2 separate regions of the Sus scrofa genome follow, and region 2 is linked to region 1. The links are chromatin contacts, called in public Hi-C maps. All regions are on one chromosome and are shown on one strand. Each heading gives the region's core, a stretch centred on a gene start, on an enhancer-like site or on the middle of the called end of the contact. The rest is flanking DNA. Distances are from core to core; before and after follow the strand shown. Region 1 holds the start of INPP5D (phosphatidylinositol 3,4,5-trisphosphate 5-phosphatase 1). Region 2 overlaps INPP5D (phosphatidylinositol 3,4,5-trisphosphate 5-phosphatase 1).

Region 1 (4,535 bases), core at 1,474-3,973:
GGGGGCTGGCTGTCAGGAAGTTACACCTGTTTGATTTAAAGGACTGGCTTTTTTTTTTTTTTTTTTTTTTTTAAGAACATGTGCTTCCTGTCTTTTTGGTGGTAAAGGATATACTTTCATGAAATGAACCACTGGAGGCTGACAGCTAGTTGTCACTCATTTGGCTAGTGGTCACTCATTTAGCTAGTTTTTCGTTTTTAAATTCTTCTTAATTGGTAATGTTAACGTGGTGGTAAAATTAGGTCACCCGGGGTTTTGGAAAGTTTGGTGGTTCACCGTCGTAGCCCACAGCCTACAGGGGCTTCTGACCGGGCAGGAAGGATAGCTTCCCCCGCTGAGCAGAGAAAGGGGAACTCTGGGCCTGGGGTGAGAGCCTGGCTGAGGGCCGGGCTCCCTGGGGTGGGCTCCCAGCCCTGGCATCTGAAACTAAAGAGGCCCTGGGGGTGGGAGACTGACAAGAAGCCCAGCACTGGGCTAAGAGGATGCTGGACATTGGTGGGGGGCAGACTCCAGACACCTGCTGAGGCCCCGAGGGTAACTCGGTGCAGGTCGGGGGAGAGGGGAGCGGCAAGGTAGAGGAACCAGAACTGCAAACCATCCTGCATCCCAGCTTTGCCACCAGCCAGTAGGGCAGTGTAGATAAAGGCCTCCAGCTCTCTGAGGTCTGCTCACCTGCAGGTCAGGGGCAGGGGAATTGGAGGTTCCGAGGCCTCTTCCAGCTCTGGTTCTGGCTGTCACAGTGATGCTCCCAGTTTGGAGGCAGAGAGCGCCACGTTCCAGTCCGCACCCACAGCTCCCGGTCAAAGGGCTGCTGGGAGCCTGGAGGCTCTCGGCACGAGGCTCCTCCCACAGAGCACCTGGTGGAATCAGCCCTCAGCCAAGGGCCCCGGCGGAGGGAGAGAGCTCCAGGGGGGCCGAGTGGAGCTGGATCTGAACCTCCCCACCCTCTGGTCCCCACGGGGGCAGTGCCCATCTGGGTCTGTTCCCATCTCCCGAGTATGAGAGTAGGGGGCATGGGAAGCTGGCCTTGGGAGGTGGGGCTCTGACGCCATCAGAGCTCAGGCCCGGGGGCCAGCTGAGAGCCTGGGTTCATTTCCAAGTGCTCCCAGCTGGCCCTTGTAAACGCCCCGGCTGCTCTCGCTGCACCTGGAACCTACGCTTATGCCTGGCTCAACAGGTGCCATGGAGCGGGGTGGCAGGGGTCTGGTGGTACTGCTGGCAGAGGGCCCTGGCTTTGACTGCTGTTACTCGGTTCACCTGTCTGAGCCTCAATTTCCTCATCTGCAAAGTGGGGCGACAAAAGGACCTGTGCTTCAGGTTGTCGTGAGGATGAAATGTGACAGGCAGACAACTGCTCGGACTCGGCAAGGCCGGTGTCCACGACCCACTTTCCTTCCTGCGTGGATGGTGGCAGGGTCTGCCTGCGGGAGGGTCCCTTCTGCACCCCGAGGGACGCTACCTGAGAGGTGCCAGAGGACTCCCCCTCCCCCCACAGCGCCGGCACTGCCCGAGGCCCTGGCGGGGCTGGTTAGACCGCAGAGCTGCAGGGCGAGGGCCTCCTGCAGATGCAGAGGGAGAAGGGTGTTTTAAAAAGGAACCTCCAGCAAGTGGCCGTTCCCTGCTTGCTAGGAAAACTGGCACATTCAGCAACATCTCAGAGCCTGGGGGGGCAGGGGGTTGATGGTGGCAGAGAAGCCCAAAGAGGTGAGGACACAGCTGAGGGCCGAGTAGGGGAGAGGAGAGGCTCCTGCTGGGGGTGATGTGACTTCCTCTGCTCCCAGGGCCCCCAGGACACCTTCTGGGTGAGCCCCAAATCCTTTCCTGAGTGAACCCCCCTTTATTCATGGTTCCCCAAACAACGGCTTCCTCAAAAAGCCTGAAGCCTGGCACAGGATGGGTCACCTCTTGCCACTCCTGCTCCTTCAGGAGGCTCTCCAAACTGGGCATCTTTGACCAACACCTGAACTGACTGAGCTGCCTTTTAACACACCCACCACCACGGAGCCCTGAGCCGCCGCCTCCGCTCCTCAAAGCGCCCGGTCCCGCTCTCTTGGCCTCTGGATCCCCAAGGAAGCCATGGCCCCACGGGTCACGGGTAGCCAAGGTGTGTGATCAGGCCCCAGGCCGGCTCTGAGGACTCCAGCCCTGCAGAACCTGAACTCCAAGGTCGAGCAGGTCCACCATGGGCCTCAGCTGGACCCACCAACACACTTGGGTACATGCAAGGCAGGTCACTCCATCCCAGAGGTGGGCTGCTGGCACAGACCCAAGCCAGCGTCCCCTCCTCCCAGCTGCACCTCCATCACCTCCAGGCCTGGAGGGAGAGGCCCGGCCAGGGCTGAGGGGCAGGGGTGGGCGCACAGGCAGGGCCGGGTACTCACAGCACGCAGAGCGCGTATGCCCGGGAGATGGACTCGCTGGCACGCACGAGGAAGCTCCCGTCCTTGCCCGTCCTGGAAAGCAGCTCCTCGGCCTTGGAGCGGGTGATGTTGCCATGGTTCCAGCAGGGGACCATGGTGGCGTGGGCCTCCCGGGCCACGCAGGCGGCCACCCCACAGGACCCACAGAGCCAAGGGGAGCTGAGGGCCCTGCACCGTGACCCGCCGTCGCTCCTCTCTCAGTCGCCCCAGCTGCTGCCACCAGCTCACTGAGCGACTTCCTGTTTCAGGCACTCAGCGAGGGAGAGGAAGCGAGCTGCAGAGAACTTCCTCATTGCAGAGCCCAAGCAAGAGCGGTCCTCCACCTTCCCACCCTGCCCGCCCACTGCGGGCCGCCCCCTCCCCCTCCCGCCCCCGCTCTCTCTTTCAATGGACCTGGGTCCCCAGAGGCGCAAATGTCAGCTCAAGTCCTCCTGGGGGAACTGTCAGCTCCTCTGGCCACAGGCGGTTGGTGGCCGGCTTCTGAAGGAGCATGGCCAAAGCGGCCATTCTGGGTCCAGTCCCGATGCCCACGTGGGGTGGCCACGCCCTGGACAGATGCCCCAGCCTGCTGCCCTACCCCAGAGCGGCTCAACTCCCCGTGGGCTCCCTCCAGAAACCCATGGAAGAGAGGCTCGCAGGGCAGAGCATCTCAACTGGAACTAGGGCCCAGTCCAGGGCTGCACGAAATTGAGGGGGAGGGGTACAGCCGAGCCCCCTGCCCATATCGGAGACTCATGACCAGCCAGGCACCATTCAACCTTGGGCCCTGGAGGACCTTGGATGACACCACCCCAGGGTGCCGAGGGCCCAGGTGACAGCTCTGGGACACATTTATGCTCATTCCCCCGGCCATGGCAACCCTTCTCCACGGCAGTGATTCTGACCCCTGCAGCCCGGCCTAGAGACACGCAGAGGGAGTGTGGAGTGCTCGAGACATGGCTTTTTTTTTTTTTTTTTTTTTTTTTTTGGCTTTTTAGGGTCAGACCTATGATATATAGAAGTTCCCAGGCTCTGGGTCAAATCAGAGCTATAGCCGCTGGTCTACGCCACAGCCACAGCAACGCCAGATCTGAGCTGAGGCTATGACCTACACTGCAGCTCAAAACCAGATCCTTAACCCACTGAGCGAGGCCAGGGATCAAACCCTCATCCTCATGGATGCCAGTTGGGTTATTACCACTGATCTCTAACAGGAACTTTGAGACATGGAAGTTTTATGGGGTGAACGCAGGCCGGGTTTTCACCCCTGGGTCTTTCTGGAACACTCAGCAAACACACCCATCCCCATGGGGCAAGCTGGCCACCTGGCAACATGACGTTCCTTCCTGGGTCCCACATCTCAACAGCCTTGGAGGTGGCCAGGCATGGCTGGCTTTGCCCACAGCTCAATGGGGAGCTGCCTTCTCAAAGATGAGGGGCCACCATCCAGGACCAGCAAGACCTGAGGGCTCTAAAGTGGACAACCCCTTTGGACCATAGATGGGGTGCCCTCAGCCCCTGGGTCAGCCCCACCAGAATGAGGGGCAGGTGCTGATCTATTTGCACAAGGCCCCCAACCCGCGCTCAGGCCTCAGCCCCCAGACATGACAAGAGAAACACATCTGGGGGCCTGGGCCAGGCAAGCTTCCATTCGAATCTAGCTCCTCTGCATCTGAGCTGCTGGAGCTGGTTAGCTTTCTTCTCCCTCTCCGCCTCGGGCTCCTCTTCTCTGCCTTCTGGAGAGAAGCCCCTAGAGGAGGCTCACATGTGACAGGTAAATCCCCCCCCACCCCTCCCACCTGCGGCAGCATAAACAACAGTTGATTCTGAATCTCATCCAGGCGGACCAAACCCTGGACCCTCACCCCCCATCCCAGGAGGAGTCGTGGGGAGAGGGTGAGCGAGGTGGTTAACTCAGGCCTGAGGTTGGGAAATTCTGCCCATTAAGGAGACCACAGGGGTGGGCTCCTTCCAGGGTGGGTGCACCTCAGGGGTCCCCTGCAGCACGAGGGCAGCATGGCCCTCAGGACCTCGCTGGCTCCAAATTTCCTGGTCGTCACACTCACCTCTCCAAACCAGTTCCTGCCAAGTCTCTCTGAGCATCCTCTGCCCACCACTGTCCCCTCCCCCAGCTCC
Region 2 (4,535 bases), core at 1,299-3,798, 35 kb before region 1:
ATCACATATTTACGTGGTGTTGAGAATGAATGAACGAAAGGATGAAATTTTTTTGAGTACCCCAACAGCCGTACTTAGGCGTCTGTTGGTTTTCCCATTTCACGGATGAAGGAACTGAGGCTCAGAAGGGCTCAATGACCTTCCCTCTGAGTGGCAGCACCAGGATGTGCACCCAGATCTCCGGTTCCTCACCCTAAAGTCTGTACTGCTGGGTCCTGAAAGGCTGCTGTCCTCGTTTCCCTGCCTGTGTGCTCTGAAACCTCTGGTATGAGGCAAGCTTCTTTTGAACTCCATCTAAAAGATGGAGCTTATTTTGAACTCCGTCCAAAAGACCTTATTTACCAATGGCTATTATATATTTTAAAAGTCTCTCTCTGGTCTCCTGTCTCTCAACATCTTGCGCTATATTAAGGATCCCCGGAGCGTAGCCCAGCCCTGCCATTCTGGAGAGCAATCAGATACAAGGTAGACAAACTAAGTATGTGGCTACCCTATGACTCAGCAATTTCATCTCTGGGCATATGCTCCAGGGCTCCTTTCGGGTCACGGATGGATGGTCATCCCAGGTTTGTTTGGGACGGCAGGGATCTGGGGGGAACTGGGTGCCCATCATGGGGAGAGCGGACCGGTCAGGTGTGGTCAAGGTGTGCAGTAGGGTGTCTGCAGCAGCCAGAGGCAGACTGGATGTGCAGGTAGCAGCATGGAAGGAGCCTTTGGTAGAGAAAGTAGAAAACAGAATGAGGGCTCTGATATCTCTTCAGCAAATTAAAAATGCATGCATGCGAAACAACAATACATATTTTGCAAGAACCTATTCAAATAAAAAGACACCCACTCAATGGTTGCCTCTCAGAGGGAGGGTTATGCAAGCGCTGTGTGGGGTAGAAGGGATTAAAACAGTTTGTGAAGACACTGCTTTGTAGTGAGAAGGCACTGCCGCCTGGATCACGTAATCGGATTGCAAAAGATGGATACTTTGTTGTGGCTTTTCTCATTGGACCTGAAATAATTACCAAAATCTTCTGTGTCTCCCTTTCTTCCTTGGTTAAGTAGGAAGGAAAAAGTAGGCAAGAGAAAGTAACATTTAGTGTGGCCTGCAGGTAAAAGCACAAAATATGAAGCATGATGTGGGCGTGAAACAGACAGGGTGTGAGACACTAGGGTAAGGTGGGGACTATGGCACGTTGTAGAAATGTCCCTTTAAAGGGGCCAGCTTCCACTTAGCTCAAGTTACGATCCTGTGGGGTAGCTGAGGCCTGGATTGGCCGGAATTTCAAAAATATTCAAGGGAAGGTAAAATACAGATGTTTTGATGAGATCTCATATTTTTAATGCCTGCAACTAACATCAAAACACCGTGTCAGCCACAAATGCACATCTTAGCTCCACCATTAACTAGTTGTGTGATCTGGAGCAGGGCATTCAGCACGCTGAGGCTGAGCCAGTTTTCTTGTTTAGGAAGGAAGATTCTCAGACCTCCTCAGCCAGGGGCTTAAATGGGCTGACACGGGTCCAGGGCAAGGCTCCACCGTCATCATGGAGCACTTGCATTGTGCTGAACATGCTAGTCCATTATCAACGCCTATTTTTCAGCTGAATAAACTGAAGCTCGGAGGAATGGAAAATTAAGAAGAGTCAGGTACAAAAAAAAATATCTTCTCTTGGAGTTCCTGTCATGGCTCAGCAGAAATGAATCTGACTAGGAACCATGAGGTTGCGGGTTCGATCCCTGGCCTCGCTCAGTGGGTGAAGGATCTGGCATTGCTGTGAGCTGTGGTAGGTTGCAGATGCGGCTGGGATCTGATATTGCTGTGGCTCTGGTGTAGGCTGGCGACTATAGCTCCGATTAGACCCCTAGCCTGGGAACCTCCATGTGTGGCCGGTGAGGCCCTAAAAAAAAGAAAGAAAAAAAAAAAAAAAGAAAGAAAAAAAATCTCCAAATGTGATAAAAAGAAATGGGTAACCTGAATTAAAATAACTTATAAATCAGGGCTTGGGGATTAAAAGGGCTCTAAGTAAAGTGGAAGGGATTATAATCTGTCTGACCCCTAACAGGCTGCAAGAGTCTCTAACAAAGACACCTGTGGTCCCAGAGGCCCGCACCCCTCACCGGGGCAGTAGCAGGAATGAGTTTATACTGCACGGCTGGTGGTGTGCTGCTGCTGCTGGCTCATGTCTGCTTGTGCCAGTTTGTACTGGTTCGAAGCCCAGGAGCTGGCTGTTTCATGTGGCCACTATGGTGGCCGCCGTGGTGCGTGTATTTACACCACGGAAATCGGCCAACACATCAGAGCTTTGCTTCTGTCCCTGGAGAACCAGCTGAGAAATGTTTACCACTGCAGGGGGCCCGGGGACACGGACCACTTTGGCCAAACCGTCCCTTCAATTCTTAGAGGCCTGGCTTCGTGTGCACACCTGCCTCCCCCTCTGCAGGGGCCCTACTGCTCTGGAAGCAACGTTGGATCAGGCAGAAACAGCCCTGACACAGGAGGGTTAATGATTCACTGGGGGACCGCAGAGGGGATTACTGTTCGGTGAGGAAAAACGCTTTCTCACTTGAAGATGGCAAAGGCCCAGATCAAAACAGGAAGCTTCCAGGCTGCCTCGTCGGGTGGGTGGGATTGTCTGAAGCTACAAGATGCTGATGAGGAGCAAGCGCGCGGTGTTCGCATTGGCAAAGGTGCAGGGCCAATGTGGGTCCTCCGGGTCCCCAGCTGAGCCCACCCTCGACCTGTAGGGGAGAGGGGCTGGGTTTAGGTCGCCAGGAGTGGATGGGCAGCTCGGGGTAAACACCGTGCCCTCTGGAGGAACCGAAAGTCACCGTTTGCAGGCTCCTGCCGCTCCGAGGAAGTGACAAAGACACCCTTACCTCTTGGGACCAGAGCCCAAGACAGAAAATGGGAATGCAGCTCTACCTGCTTCTACAAAATCCAAGCTTCACCCAGCGGAGGAGGAGAACTCTGAGAGAGAGAGAGCGAGACAGAAAGAGAGAGAGCGAGAGAGAGCGCCTGACTGGGGGGGGACTGCCAAGCCGGGGGCGGGGGGTGAAGAATCGGGAGCCAGAAGATGTGATTTGCACAATGGGTCAGATGTGCAAATCTTTCGCTTGCAGCTTCATGAGCTTTGTGTCCATCCCAGGCAAGAGGCTGGATCAGCTTCCTAAAAGCATGGTTTGTAGGATGTGCCAAAGCAAGTGGCGAGCGTAGGAACAAGCAGACGTTTGCTGGGGACAGACGGTGTCAGATGAACCTGTTTTTCTTATTTTATTTACATAGGAGGCCAGTGTACGTTTGCGAGCCTAATGAGTTAGACGATTTGTTGTATTGGTAGAGATCACAGTTCAATTGCCTACGGAGGCCAGGGAGGTGATGTAACGGAGAGGAACAGACGGGGGTGGGTGGGTGGGGTGAGGCATTAGGGAGAGATGGGGACTGCGGCACATTAAAGAGAAGTGCCTCGGGGGAAGGGGGAAGCTTCCACTCTGCTCCAGTTACTTCACGGGACGCTGGGGGTCTAAGGTTATCAGAGCTTCGCAATTTTCAAGGGAAGCTGAAAATTCAGGATATTATGTAAAATGTCTCAGTTTTCAGAAATGCATTAAACTGGTTCGTAATTGTTAAAAACGTGTGTTAGGTAAACAGAACACCAAGCTCAACACAGGGGCTACCAGTTTGTGATCTCTGATAAAATCTACATAGATTTCAATAAATCGTTTTGGTTTTTTATCTTTTTTGGCCACACCCATGGCAGGCAGAAGTTCCCAGGTCAGGGATCAAACCTATGATTCAATCAGTCGGTGGAATGGCAATGACAACACCGAATCCTTAGCCTCTAGGCCACCAGGGAACTCCCTCAATAAAGCATTTTGTGATCTTCATCTGTGATCTTTTATTGATAATTGCATGGAGGAATATCAGCTAGGGTGAGAGTCCAAGGTTGCTTGGACATCGATCTCTGCTGCTGTTGGGGGTCTCCCCCTCTTTCTGTTTTTTGTTCTTGCCTTTTTTTTTTTTTTTTTCCCCCACTCTTTAGGGCCACACCTGAGGCATATGGAAGTTCCAAGTTAGGGACTGAATTGGAGCTACAGCTGCTGGTCTAAGCCACAGGCATGTCAGATCCAAGCCGTGTCTGCAACCTATACCACATGGCAACGCCGGGTCCTTAACCCACTGAGCGAGGCCAGGGATCCAACCCACATCCTCATGGATACTAGTCGGGTTCATTACTGCTGAGCCACGATGGGAACTCCCTTCCTCTCATTTACATCGGTGATTCAGATTAGGATCCAGGAGGTGAACTGACAATGTGTGGCTGCCATCAAACTAGGAGGCATCTCGGATATGCTGGGTGACAGAGAAAACCAGGTCGAGGCAGAGCCCAGTGGTCTGGACCAATGGGTTGGGCACTAACCACTAGACTATACCTACCATCGTCCCATCCACTCTGCCAGTCCAGTGTTGGCCTCGTTTGGTTGGTACCCTCCTCTTGGCACTGCCATTTCTCTCTCTTTTTTTTCTCTTCCTTTAACTGAACAT

The links. Hi-C and Micro-C count contacts between places; a contact is called where the count stands out from the background.
Region 2: a Hi-C map of alveolar macrophages shows a contact between it and region 1, with 1.5 times the contacts expected there. The contact joins the enhancer-like site here to the promoter of INPP5D in region 1. A contact is called at or near these places in 2 of 47 Hi-C or Micro-C datasets (alveolar macrophages and blood) and 2 of 2 datasets of contacts at active chromatin or transcription factors (alveolar macrophages and skeletal muscle).

What each region holds. Positions count from the first base shown.
Region 1 is chr15:133,499,255-133,503,789 of Sscrofa11.1, reverse strand. INPP5D (phosphatidylinositol 3,4,5-trisphosphate 5-phosphatase 1) reads right to left here and starts at 2,723. Exons shown (of 27, transcript XM_021075030.1): 1 at 2,382-2,723. The coding sequence starts at 2,515.
Region 2 is chr15:133,534,369-133,538,903 of Sscrofa11.1, reverse strand. All of the region lies in intron 2 of INPP5D (phosphatidylinositol 3,4,5-trisphosphate 5-phosphatase 1), which reads right to left. Among named protein-coding and RNA genes, the nearest start is that of INPP5D, 36 kb to the right of the region's middle. Within about 2 kb of position 2,548, at least 10 of the 83 cell types and tissues checked have an H3K27ac peak or open chromatin away from gene starts, as enhancers often do. A contact at or near this core is called in alveolar macrophages, where this site is marked.